2 separate regions of the Danio rerio genome follow, and region 2 is linked to region 1. The links are chromatin contacts, called in public Hi-C maps. All regions are on one chromosome and are shown on one strand. The core of a region is the stretch at or near the end of the contact, and the rest is flanking DNA. Distances in the headings are between cores, read along the strand shown. Region 1 has its middle 110 kb from the start of arhgef7b. Region 2 holds the start of LOC100002818 (serine/threonine-protein kinase pim-2-like).

Region 1 (5,825 bases), core at 3,306-5,805:
AGCGGCTGACAAAATTACCTTCAGTGTCAGAAATAGCACTAGGAGACAAGATTGTAAAAGGATGTGTACTTTAATGTGTACTTCACATGAAATCAACTGAGAATTTAGGATTTTTTTTTCGTCATTGAGAATTTTGTAAATCAGCAAATATACAGAACATAACGCGCTTTTTCAGAGTGAAAGATGCCAGAATACAGACTGTGGGGGAAACGAAAAACTCTTAATTTTACATTCACTTCAACCTTCTAAGACCTTTAAGGCTTTTAGATATTGTCATTTTCTCTCACAGCTTTCAAAACTTTTTTTTTTTGGGAAAAACATTTTGTCGCAACAATTTTAAACACCAGCACTATCTATCTATTGAACGCTCAGCACTCAGACAAGGGCCAAACATGGACCAAATCTGGGCCTCAGCCAAGGTAATAATAACTCATAACTGAGCCTGAACTGGGCCAGATATGTTAGTGTGTCATGACTGCAACTAAAATTGATAAACCCATGGATCATTGTGCTTTAGGCACACTATGGGCGTGCTTTTTCTTGAAGCGACCTGATGGGTAGAATTTATTTATTTTTATTTGAAAATGAGAACAAGGTATTTTAAATTTGGGTCAAGATAGGCCAGCTTATGGCCCACATATCAATTATTAACATCTGGGCAAAATACTACAGTTTATATCTGGCCCAAGTATTGTGCGCCACCTTAAAGACGGTGCCACCTCTGCTAAAACCAGGGCCATGTTTGACCTACAGCCTGTATGCCTGTGCCGGATGAACGCCTGCTCTGCCAGATTTATGCCAAAACTGGGCCAGAAATCTTTGCTACCTGGGTTCTATTCCTTTCGCCTCATTGTCATTCCTACCAAGAATTTCTCATGGTGCTACACCCCATCTGAGGAGATCTGTACGGGTCTAAATTACATCAGAAACTATATGTCAGATTGAGACTTGTTAGAGTTTGCATAATGATAATAGCACACGGTACGTTTTAAACTTCAACATCTGATTTCAATTCAATTCAATTCAATAATTGCTTTATTGGCATGACAATTGTTACAAATGTATTGCCAAAGCAGTTATAAAGTTTACACAAAAATTAACATACATAATAAAAAAAACAGTACACATAGTAAATAGTAGTAGTAAAAAAAAAGATATTTATATATAATGATTAAATAAAATATCAACAATACATCATATTCAATATATCACATTATAATTCAATATATTATATTATTATTCAACATTAATTATTCATACATTTCAATACACAAATAGATCAGAATAAACGGTACATTTTTAGAATAAAACAGTAAAATAAAAAAAGAAAAACAATAATAATCAGTATATTTACAATGATTCATTAATAATCATCTAGGTGTGTGTGTGTGTGTGTGTGTGTGTGTGTGTGTGTGTGTGTATGTTCTACACAATCGTAATTTTTTTAACCTCAGAATCCAAAATTTCCAAAAACGTACACAAAAGACTGCTTTTGAGGTTCAGGGTCACAAATGTTAGCCCAGTTGTTTTGAATCAGTAATGTATCCTCACCAGAAGAGGGCGGCATTGCTCTTTCAAATATTACTGCACCTGACGCCGACCGTTGAACGCCTCTTCAAAACAAAGTTGGTTTCGAAAGGTAATTGATTTAAACTTTGGCTTTACATTGTAAATTTAGGTACTAACGATGCAATCAGATCTACAGCATGTGTTAAGTTGGCCTACATGTTCAGATAAAGAGCATTTCCCATCATTGTTTCCCATCAAACATTGTTTATTTAGAATGGCAGTAAGTGTTTCCAGAGTCTAATAAGACAAGAGCCCCTTTCACACAGTGATACCGGTTATTTTCCGGAAAGGTCTGTTTGTGTGAAAGGGGCTAATGACACATGCGTATACATGACAGTTGAATAAAATAATGGGAGAACAAATTAAGTAGTGTTTGGGTTATCTACATTAGAAAATTCCCTTTCAAGTAAACCTTAACTTTCCTGTCAGTTGACATGGACTGTTATTATTTTTGCATTATTTTTATGCTTTTAATTTAACACTTTAAATATTACGTTCTCACTAGTAACAAGTGACATTGTCTGTTTAATGGAGAACGCATATCTATATGTCATCAATGATTCAGTTACGCGTTTGTTCAGTAGGATACCTTTGGAGAATTGTAAATTCAAGCATAAGTTACCTCACAAATGGTAACGTTAGCCTACCTGTGGGTTTATAGCAGGGCAGTTGATACTAATGTTTTTGTTTTACACTAAAAACATAAACAAGGCTATTAAATAAAATGCCTCGTTGTGAATTTACATGCTTACAGTTTAAACAGCTTGCCTAAAAGTAGCCATAAAACCATAAAAATATAATATAAAAAAAATTATAATAATATAGACAATTAAAAAAATCCCAGGAGAACCTATATCAAATGAGTGTTCTGGTTTGCTCAAATTACATCATGATTGTTAACATTTATTACAAATTAGAAATAATCTTCTAAGTTCATCACAATTCAGTGTGGGCTGATGATATCCACTGTGATCATTTTTCCATTGTAGAGATGCAAACAGAGAGAGTATGTTCTCACTAGAATGATCAATCATTTAGTTACCTGCGCTTGTCCAGTATAGGCTACCAGAAGAGAATTATCATTTTCAATGAGTTACCTTAAACAGTAAATAACGGTACTTGTGGGTTTATAGTAAGGCAGTTGATATTAATGGTTTTTTTTAGACTAAAAGCATAAACAAGGCAATTAAAAATTAAATGGCACGTTTGTGAATTTACATGCTTACAGTTTTAACAGGTAAAAAATAAAAGTAGCCATAAAACCATAAATTACTAATAATAATGATAATAAAAATAATATTAATAATAATAATAATAGTAATAATAAAGGCAATAAAAAAATAAAATCCCAGGAGAACCTACAGTGCTCAGCATAATTGAGTACACCCCATTTTGAAAATGATTTTTTGATCCATTTCTCAGTGAATATAGGCAATGAATTTTGGTTCATTAAAAAAGACAGATTTATTAAACAGATATATTTATTAAATAATATTTTAGTCATCAAACTTATTGAGAAATTGAAAGATAACACATGCTTATATATGCTTTTTTTATTTTCTATGTTGATCAGTATAAACTCTATGCACAGCTAGTGTTTTTCAGTCAACGATTAACCTCTGGTGAAAGCTTAATGTGACTATTTTTAATTTTCATACAGTTCCTTTTACAGCATTGATGTTGTAATGTAATTCAAATACATTCAATTAGATAGACTTAAGCGTTTATTTAGTTGTTCAATCGTAAAACGAGATGAAAGATCATGTAAGCCATCAGTACCAGCAGGCAAGTGCAGAAGCTACATTGAAAATACTGGGGTAAAATAATGTGTCATTTTAAAGACATGTTGTTGGGAGGGGGGGGGGACGACATGTAATTTAATTCAGTGTTTTTCTTGTAAATTCTGAGACCCACTTCACATCGTATATATATCAGGCAGTGAAGATCACAGATTTTAAGGAAATCAGACCTTAAACGTGGCGATTTTACAATGGAGAGACAGTTGACCGGAAGCGCTGAGACTGGCTGGCTGAAAATTAAACGAGTTGTGTGCATATACACCATTCAGTGTGGGCTGATGATATACACTGCGATCATTTTTCCATTATAGACATGTAAACATAGAGAGTATGTTGCTCTTCGAAATTTGCAATTGTAGAATTTTTTTCTTTGCTATTTTTCAAGGAGAACATATGTTTGTCATCAATAATTCAGTTTCCTGTTGGGCAGCACACCCCAAACTCAAACCGAAGCTCACATAAATAAAACCGATCCTCACTGCGCACATTTCAAATGCAGTGCTAATAATACCTCGACTTTCTGCAGCACGCTCTACATGGCGTCTATTGTGACATGAAGCATAGAAAGTGCAGGCTCTGGAAAAGCGTGCAGCGTTCCATTGAATGTAGCAGAATTGGCCGCTATCAGGCGTCCTACTATTTTATACATTGTGCGCAAATGCAGGAGCTGTAAACAGATTACTGTAAACAGGTCTCCAACTGGTCTGATGCCACTGCCACCATCCGGTGCCGTCTAGCAGAATCAGACGTTTTTATTACCGTGGGTGAAACCCCAATGCCAAACACAATGCGACCCGAGCACATTTGTTTTCCACAGGCGCTCTGGCTTGAATTGCATGTGCAAAAAGGTGCTTTCATAGCGGACCGCAGCGGGAGCAAACAGCACAGTACTTTTAGCACAATTATCCCCGTGGACAGCCGCCTGCCTGATCTATAGATCCAGCACAATTAGCTGGTCCGTGCAGGCTTTTCCACATCCGCCCGCAGGTGTACTGGAAGGGTTAAAACCAGGCAGGCCTGCTGAAGTTTAAGTGCTGTCTGTGTGAATTCCTGCACCGTCTCGGCTCTTTTTCCTTGTTCGCTTTTTGATTGCCTGACAACACGTGGCAGTTAGAAAAGGGACAATGAGGTGGACAAGGAAAGAAACTCCTAAAACTGAGATGTGACCAACCACTGAGCCTCTTAAACCGTGTCGGAGAAATGGCCGTGACACAGCAGGCCCCAAACTCAACCAGTGGTTGCCATGGCAGCCGATGGCGCCTGCTCTGCCTTTTTCACCCTCCCGCGCCTCCTGCTAAAAAGTATACACCCCCACGTTTTTTTTAAAGGCAAAAGAGACAGGTATCTAAATGTCTGATGCTTCAAAATTAATATGATTTACACAATTCAATCATACTATCTATCTATCTATCTATCTATCTATCTATCTATCTATCTATCTATCTATCTATCTATCTATCTATCTATCTATCTATCTATCTATCTATCTATCTATCTATCTATCTATCTATCTATCTATCTATCTATCTATCTATCTATCTATCTATCATCTTTTAGGGTTGCACGATATTGGTAAAATCTGACATAGCGCTACTTTAGGAGAATTCTCAGTTACCCTTTATTTTAAGGCTCACTTCTTGCTATTGGTCAAGCAATAACTTTGACTCTTTTGCTCTAGCGAATTCCTAATTTGTTCCTTATTTATAGATATTAAGGTACAGTGCTCAGCATATATAAGTACACCTTTCTTTTCAATATATACAATATTATATATGTGAAATACATTAAATTAATCAGTACTGAAGCCAGAACTGGAACTTATCTAACAAAAGAACTTACGATAACGGTCCACAAACGAGTACACCTAAATTTATGTTATAAAAAATATTAAATACAAATAAAAAAAAATCAAGAAAAGCAAAAAATTGCAAATTAAGTTGAAATTTTGTAGGTTGTAATTCATTTTCGCAATATTTAGCTTGAATTTAATTGTATGATCTTTCAATTTTTAAATATGTTCAGTGACTAAAATATATTAATAAACATATCTGTTTAATATATCTGTTTTGTTTAAATGTACCAAAATAGAAAATGTCTATATTTACAGAGAAATGGATCAAAATATAAATTTTTTTGAAATGGAGTGTACTCAATTATGCAGAGCACTGTAGCTGAGGTATCGGGTTAGATTTTGTAAATGTTAAAATTATGCTGCAACGTTTGAGATGTATAAATAATTTAATACAATTATTCTTTATTAACCTTCCAATTGGTAAAATGTCTTGCTCCTGACTACTTAAATCTATCTCAGACCTTAAAAACTTAATATGATACAATTTCACTCCATAATGGTCTCTGCAATAATTCCAGAAATCTTGCATTCTGCAGAATTTAATGGAACACATTTAATGGAACGTGTATATAATAAAAGAAATTAAGAAAGCACATTACATTTTT
Region 2 (5,567 bases), core at 1,316-3,815, 190 kb after region 1:
CAAATGACACTGTCTGATTTATAAATTAAAAACAACAAAGAGTAAAAATAACAGATGGCAAAATAAAATGAACCAAATTCAGGATGACTCACCACCAGTCCCATCAATTTTAGAGGGGTCTTGAACAGACGGAGGCGACTCAGGACTGACCGAATCTGCATCCGTCATTTTCTTAATATTGGAGGGGCCCGGAACACTCAATGGCTGAGGATCTTCACAGACCTGGACTGGCGGACGCATCTGCTCAGGGTCAACATGATCTGCGATGGTCGTTGACTGGATCCTGGATGGTCCTGGAACAGCCAACGACTCAAGACTGTCGCAGACCTGGACTGGCGGACGCATCTGCTCAGTTTCAACATGACCTGTGAGGGCCGTTGAGGACTCAGGACGGGCCCGATCTGCATTCGGCACATCTGCTGTTTGCTTGATCCTGGAGGGGCCCGGAACACTCAACGACTGAGGTTCTTCACAGACCTGGACTGGCGGACGCATCTGCTCAGGGTCAACATGATCTGCGATGGTCGTTGACTGGATCCTGGATGGTCCTGGAACAGCCAACGACTCAAGACTGTCGCAGACCTGGACTGGCGGACGCATCTGCTCAGTGTCAACATGACCTGTGAGGGCCGTTGAGGACTCAGGACGAGCCCGATCTGCATTCGGCACATCTGCTGTTTGCTTGATCCTGGAGGGGCCCGGAACACTCAACGGCTGAGGTTCTTCACAGACCTGGCCTGGCAACAACACCGGCTCAGGGTCTGCATGTGCTGCGACGGTCCTGGAGGGACCTGGAACAGGCAGGTGCTCGAAATAGTCGTTATCTGACTGTGGTTCAAAGGGAACCACTCTGCTCTGGTCACAGCTAAGGAAAGGGCGCTTTGCAGCCTTCCATACTCTCTTAAAGAAAGCAGAGACTTTTTTCCCTTTCCTCCTTTTCTCTGGGTTTTCTGAAGTAAAGGAAATGAACAGGGAAATATTAGAAAACTCTTTAACCACAAGTTTAAAATAGACAAACTGCTGAAAATAAGACATATAAAAGACAATCACACAAAAGAAACATCAACAATAAATGTACAATTATAATAAAAAAATGTTTGAAAACGACAATAATTAATTGGAATTGCAAATCATTTCTATGACGTAAAATGACAAATACAACCTGACAAATAGTCGGTAAGTCATCCATTTTAGACATTAGGAAAAATCCTATAAGCAACTGTTTTGCAAAAATAAACATTTCACTCCTGCTCACACGAAATGCAAACCATTATAATAACTCATTTTTGAGTCAAAATTCTGATTTATAGAATATTTTATTATAGTTTTAGTTTGAGCTATTAACAATCACCATCACAATGTTTAATCAAATTTATGAAGCCTTTTATTTTTTTGTCAGTGGGTGCCACATCTACATCGATGTTTTTCAATCAAGCACCACTTCTCCACCACAAAAAAATAATAAAAACAAAATCCATATTTTTGCAGCTTTCCATTAGCAATCGTCAAACTCAAAGTGAACAATTTCTCACGCTCTGGATCTTCAGTTATGAAATCTGTGAGTAAATTATAACTTAAAACATTTAACAATCAGTCTTAGAATTTCAAATGAAAAGAGAAGTCTGGCTCCAGAACTTCAGTTAGAGAAACAGAGCTATACACATTTATTATTATGGAGGTAAAATTGGGTTTATATTTGTTAATTTAACTGTCTCCATGTTGTTTACCATGCTAATTTGAATACTGAGTGTGAAATAGCATGTAAGACTTTAAATCAGAGTTACAACTAATTAATTGACTGTAAACAATGTTGTAGAATGATAGTAATTTGGCTGTTAATATGATTTTCCCATTTAGAATTTGAAACAATATTTCTGTTATTATATTTTTAAGAAGAAAGTCAGAATGTGTGAATATAAAACCAACTTTCCCTCAATTGTATTAATTTATCCCTGCTTTAACAAATAAAAGCCTTAAATATAATATTCTCACTCAGTTTGCTCAAATATAACAAATATTCCTCCACACCATGAAAAACTAAGAAAATTACTGCGCAGGTCTACACATAAAGTTTAAATTAAAGTAATATTAGAATGTTTTTTTGTATCAGTAACGTTAGCGAGGCACAATTTCTGTTGAGTGGAAAGGAGAAACTTTAAAGCCAGAATGTCAATACATAAAATGGCAGCAGGCCTCAATCCCAAAGTCAGAAAATATACAATATACACGAAATCATTACAATCACGAGAGGTTGAATATTTGACTCTTAAGTCGGTAAGCTTCGTTATATGGCGATATATTATTATTATTATAGTTTTTATTAAATAATAGGTGGGGAATACACCGTTTTTGTAAACTCTCATCTCACCTGTTGGGCTTCTCGTCGTGGTACAAGGTGTAGGAGAAGCCATCGTGTCACTCTGATGATTATTGTTGACAAAGTCAGTCGTGATCTTTTTAACTCGATGAAAAAACACAGTTGACTTATTATTTTCCATTTGAGACGCAAAACAAGTCGCTAAAGTCATTAAATCACTGTTCACTGTACTCGTTCGTTTGTCACTCTGAGGAATTCTGTCGGCTATGACGTAACGGCCTTCTCCTCGTTCTATTTATTCGTCATGAGATTGCTTCTTCCAGACACTTACAACTTCAAGATATTATTTGTTACTATGAAGGTAAAACTGATATATCAGAGAACCACATTAATAACTTTTTTATTTTGTATGGAAAATATTTTATTCACAAACAAAAATTCTCCAATTCGCAGCCTTCTTTTTCACATTTTTTAATTGAAATTGATGTTTTTATTAGCTAAATCTCTTAGACTAGTTAATAACAAGAAAAGTGATATATTCTTGGATTATTATGATAAATATTTTTGAAATATCAAGGATACATAAATCCTTGTTTCCTCTTGCTGTATCTGAGTTATGTATCTGTTTAAATAAATATTTTTCTCTCTTTTGTTTTTCTTTTAATTAATTAAATTAATTATATATATATATATATATATATATATATATATATATATATATATATATATATATATATATATATATATATATATATATATACTTATATTATTTATCCTGATCTGTTATTATCATTGTTTTTGTGCAAAATTGGATTTTGTATCTTTGTTATTGAAGTCAGTAAAAAATAAAAAAATAAATAAAACAAATTTGTCATCAGTGAGGTGATATTTTACTAAAGCATATAAACATGTATTAAAGTTGTTTATCACAGTCAATATTAAGTGGACATTAGTGTTTTAAACATAAAAGATTGAATAAGAAATATGAAGGGTTGGGCTAAAATTGTCCATAAATTATCAGTCCACAAGAGAAAGAAAAAATGTATTAGGATTTATTGGACAAATTAAAAACTGGTAGGCACAAATAACCTCACTAGTCAGAAATTGGCCATCTGAATAATAAATAATAATATCTGAACAATAATAACATCTGAATAATAAATCATCTGAATAATATTAATTAGAATAATGTCCTTCCCTTTTTATGCCTCTCTTGTAAATTAGTAAAATTCTTCTTTGACATAAAACATAATCGCTAAAATATTATCATTGTCAGTGGATTTTACTTATTATATAAAACATTATTTAAAACGTATTGATTTATGGAGGCTTTTGGTGCTGGAAACTTTCTTGTTTCTCGTTTTGTTAAACAATTCACGTCGCGTCATGGTTAAAAAATAGTACCACAATGAAAAGTCAAATCCGGTCCACTTAAACCTGAACGACTTTATGACGTTGTAGTCACCTGTAAACCACAATTAATACAATATTTGAGGATGCAATAGTGTTACAATTAAGCAAACTATTTATTGTGCATATAGTAACAGATTTACATCACTGTTAAACAGACACATCTAATAAGAATAAATAAAAAAACAACAACACAGAAATATAGACAACACAAGTGAAATTTTATTTTAGAGTCTTTATTTCTACTATCCTCCAGCTCTTCCTGGAAGGTGCTCGCTGTGTTCCTCCATTGCTGCATCTTTTTCTGTGCCTGTAGCATCTGGACTCCATCACTTCACAGCATCTGAGGGGAAGAATATGATTTTGTGTGATCCTAACAACTAAAAACTTACAACAGACCAAGACTTTTTGTCATGTTTCATGAATGCACAGTAATGTGCAGAGCAGGGCCGTGCACAGGGGGGTGGCCTGGTGGCTAGAGCCACTGCCCCTCTGCCCCCATTGGCAGAGGTGCCCCTTTCAGCCTGTAAATAAATAACATTTTTCTGAAAACAGAGACAGAGAGAGAAAGAACGAAGGAAGGCTAATAAAGGTAGTTTAACACTGAAAACATGGATTCAAAGCTCCAGCAGGTAAATCATCATATAGAACATTCAGCTGTGCTTGTCTAACTAAGTAGGCCTATATTTTCCATAATAATCACTATAATCACAGGCTACAGCAAATAATTTTATTAAAACCATGTCAATAGTAAGCCTATAAATAGTAAAAAAAATGCAATTTTAATATTAAGTTTATTTTATTTAGTTTATATTAAGTTAATATAAATTTATGGTGTATAATATTAAATTAAACGGGTAATATTTATTTTTCCATTGAAGATGAGGAAGAAGCAGGTTCAAAAAGTGAGGGAGAGACCACTGAGCATGAGCTAAATCAGACAGGTACAGGTAAGACTTTTAATCTGGAAGGGATATGCTAGAGTGTCATATAAGATAGAAGGACATTTAAATAATTTAAATATTGTAAATGCTTTGTTATTCATTCTAAGATGAAACTGCTTCAGAGTCAACTCAGCAAAGTAAAGGTGATGGAGACAGAAAATGTTCAGATTGTCCATCCAACAGTAAATAGTTTCTGTTATTATCGGCAATGTGTAAATGTGAATCACATATATGTAAGATGAGCTTATCAAGATCTTTCAGGACAAAAAAAAGTTTTGTTGTTAAAGGTACAGGTAAATATAAAATGTAAAATGGTAAATAGTTCTGAAATTATTACAATGTACTGTTTTTTTTTTCTTTTAATTGTACTTTTACAACATCTAGAAAATTTGTATAAGCAAGAACCCACCCACTTAGTGCCCCTTTTTTTGGTTTAGGCCCCTGCCCCTCAAAATGTCTGTGCACGGCCCTGATATGTACCCCTTTATATATTTCTGGAGAGCGCCAAAAACGTCCAAGGAGCTACGTTTTTTTCAGTGTTTGTTTTTTCAAATCCACCAGAGGCCGCTGTGGCCTTTTTTGGAGATCTCAAAGTTCTCTCGCACCTGCTCTTCTCTTAAATCCACCAGAGGCTGCTGTCGACTGACTGACTGACTTACTGACTGACCGATACCACCAACCCTTCTTTCTCTAAACCCAATCGACAGTGTTTTCAAAAGCAATCGAGATAAAGAAAAGCCCTCGCAGCTGCCTGATTTTACCACGTTTTCAGATTTTACCACATTCTCACTCTTATTATTTACTTGTTTATTTTATTATTGCCTTTTGTTTTTTGTTTTACCTGATTCCTGGAACCGTTCTTTGCCTGAATCAAATCCCATCATTGCAATCAACTC

What was found. A called contact is a pair of places that touch in the nucleus more often than the background predicts.
Region 2: a contact with region 1 is called in a Hi-C map of embryo, with 2.9 times the contacts expected there. The contact joins the promoter of LOC100002818 here to the enhancer-like site in region 1. A contact is called at or near these places in 7 of 18 Hi-C or Micro-C datasets (caudal fin, embryo and hematopoietic stem cells) and 1 of 4 datasets of contacts at active chromatin or transcription factors (caudal fin).

The regions. Positions count from the first base shown.
Region 1 is chr1:49,351,721-49,357,545 of GRCz12tu, forward strand. No RefSeq gene overlaps it. Among named protein-coding and RNA genes, the nearest start is that of arhgef7b, 110 kb to the left of the region's middle. Within about 2 kb of position 4,556, at least 3 of the 62 cell types and tissues checked have an H3K27ac peak or open chromatin away from gene starts, as enhancers often do.
Region 2 is chr1:49,547,711-49,553,277 of GRCz12tu, forward strand. It overlaps LOC100002818 (serine/threonine-protein kinase pim-2-like), which reads right to left and starts at 2,566. Exons shown (of 10, transcript XM_073954304.1): 1 at 2,369-2,566; 2 at 474-950; 3 at 93-222. The coding sequence starts at 671.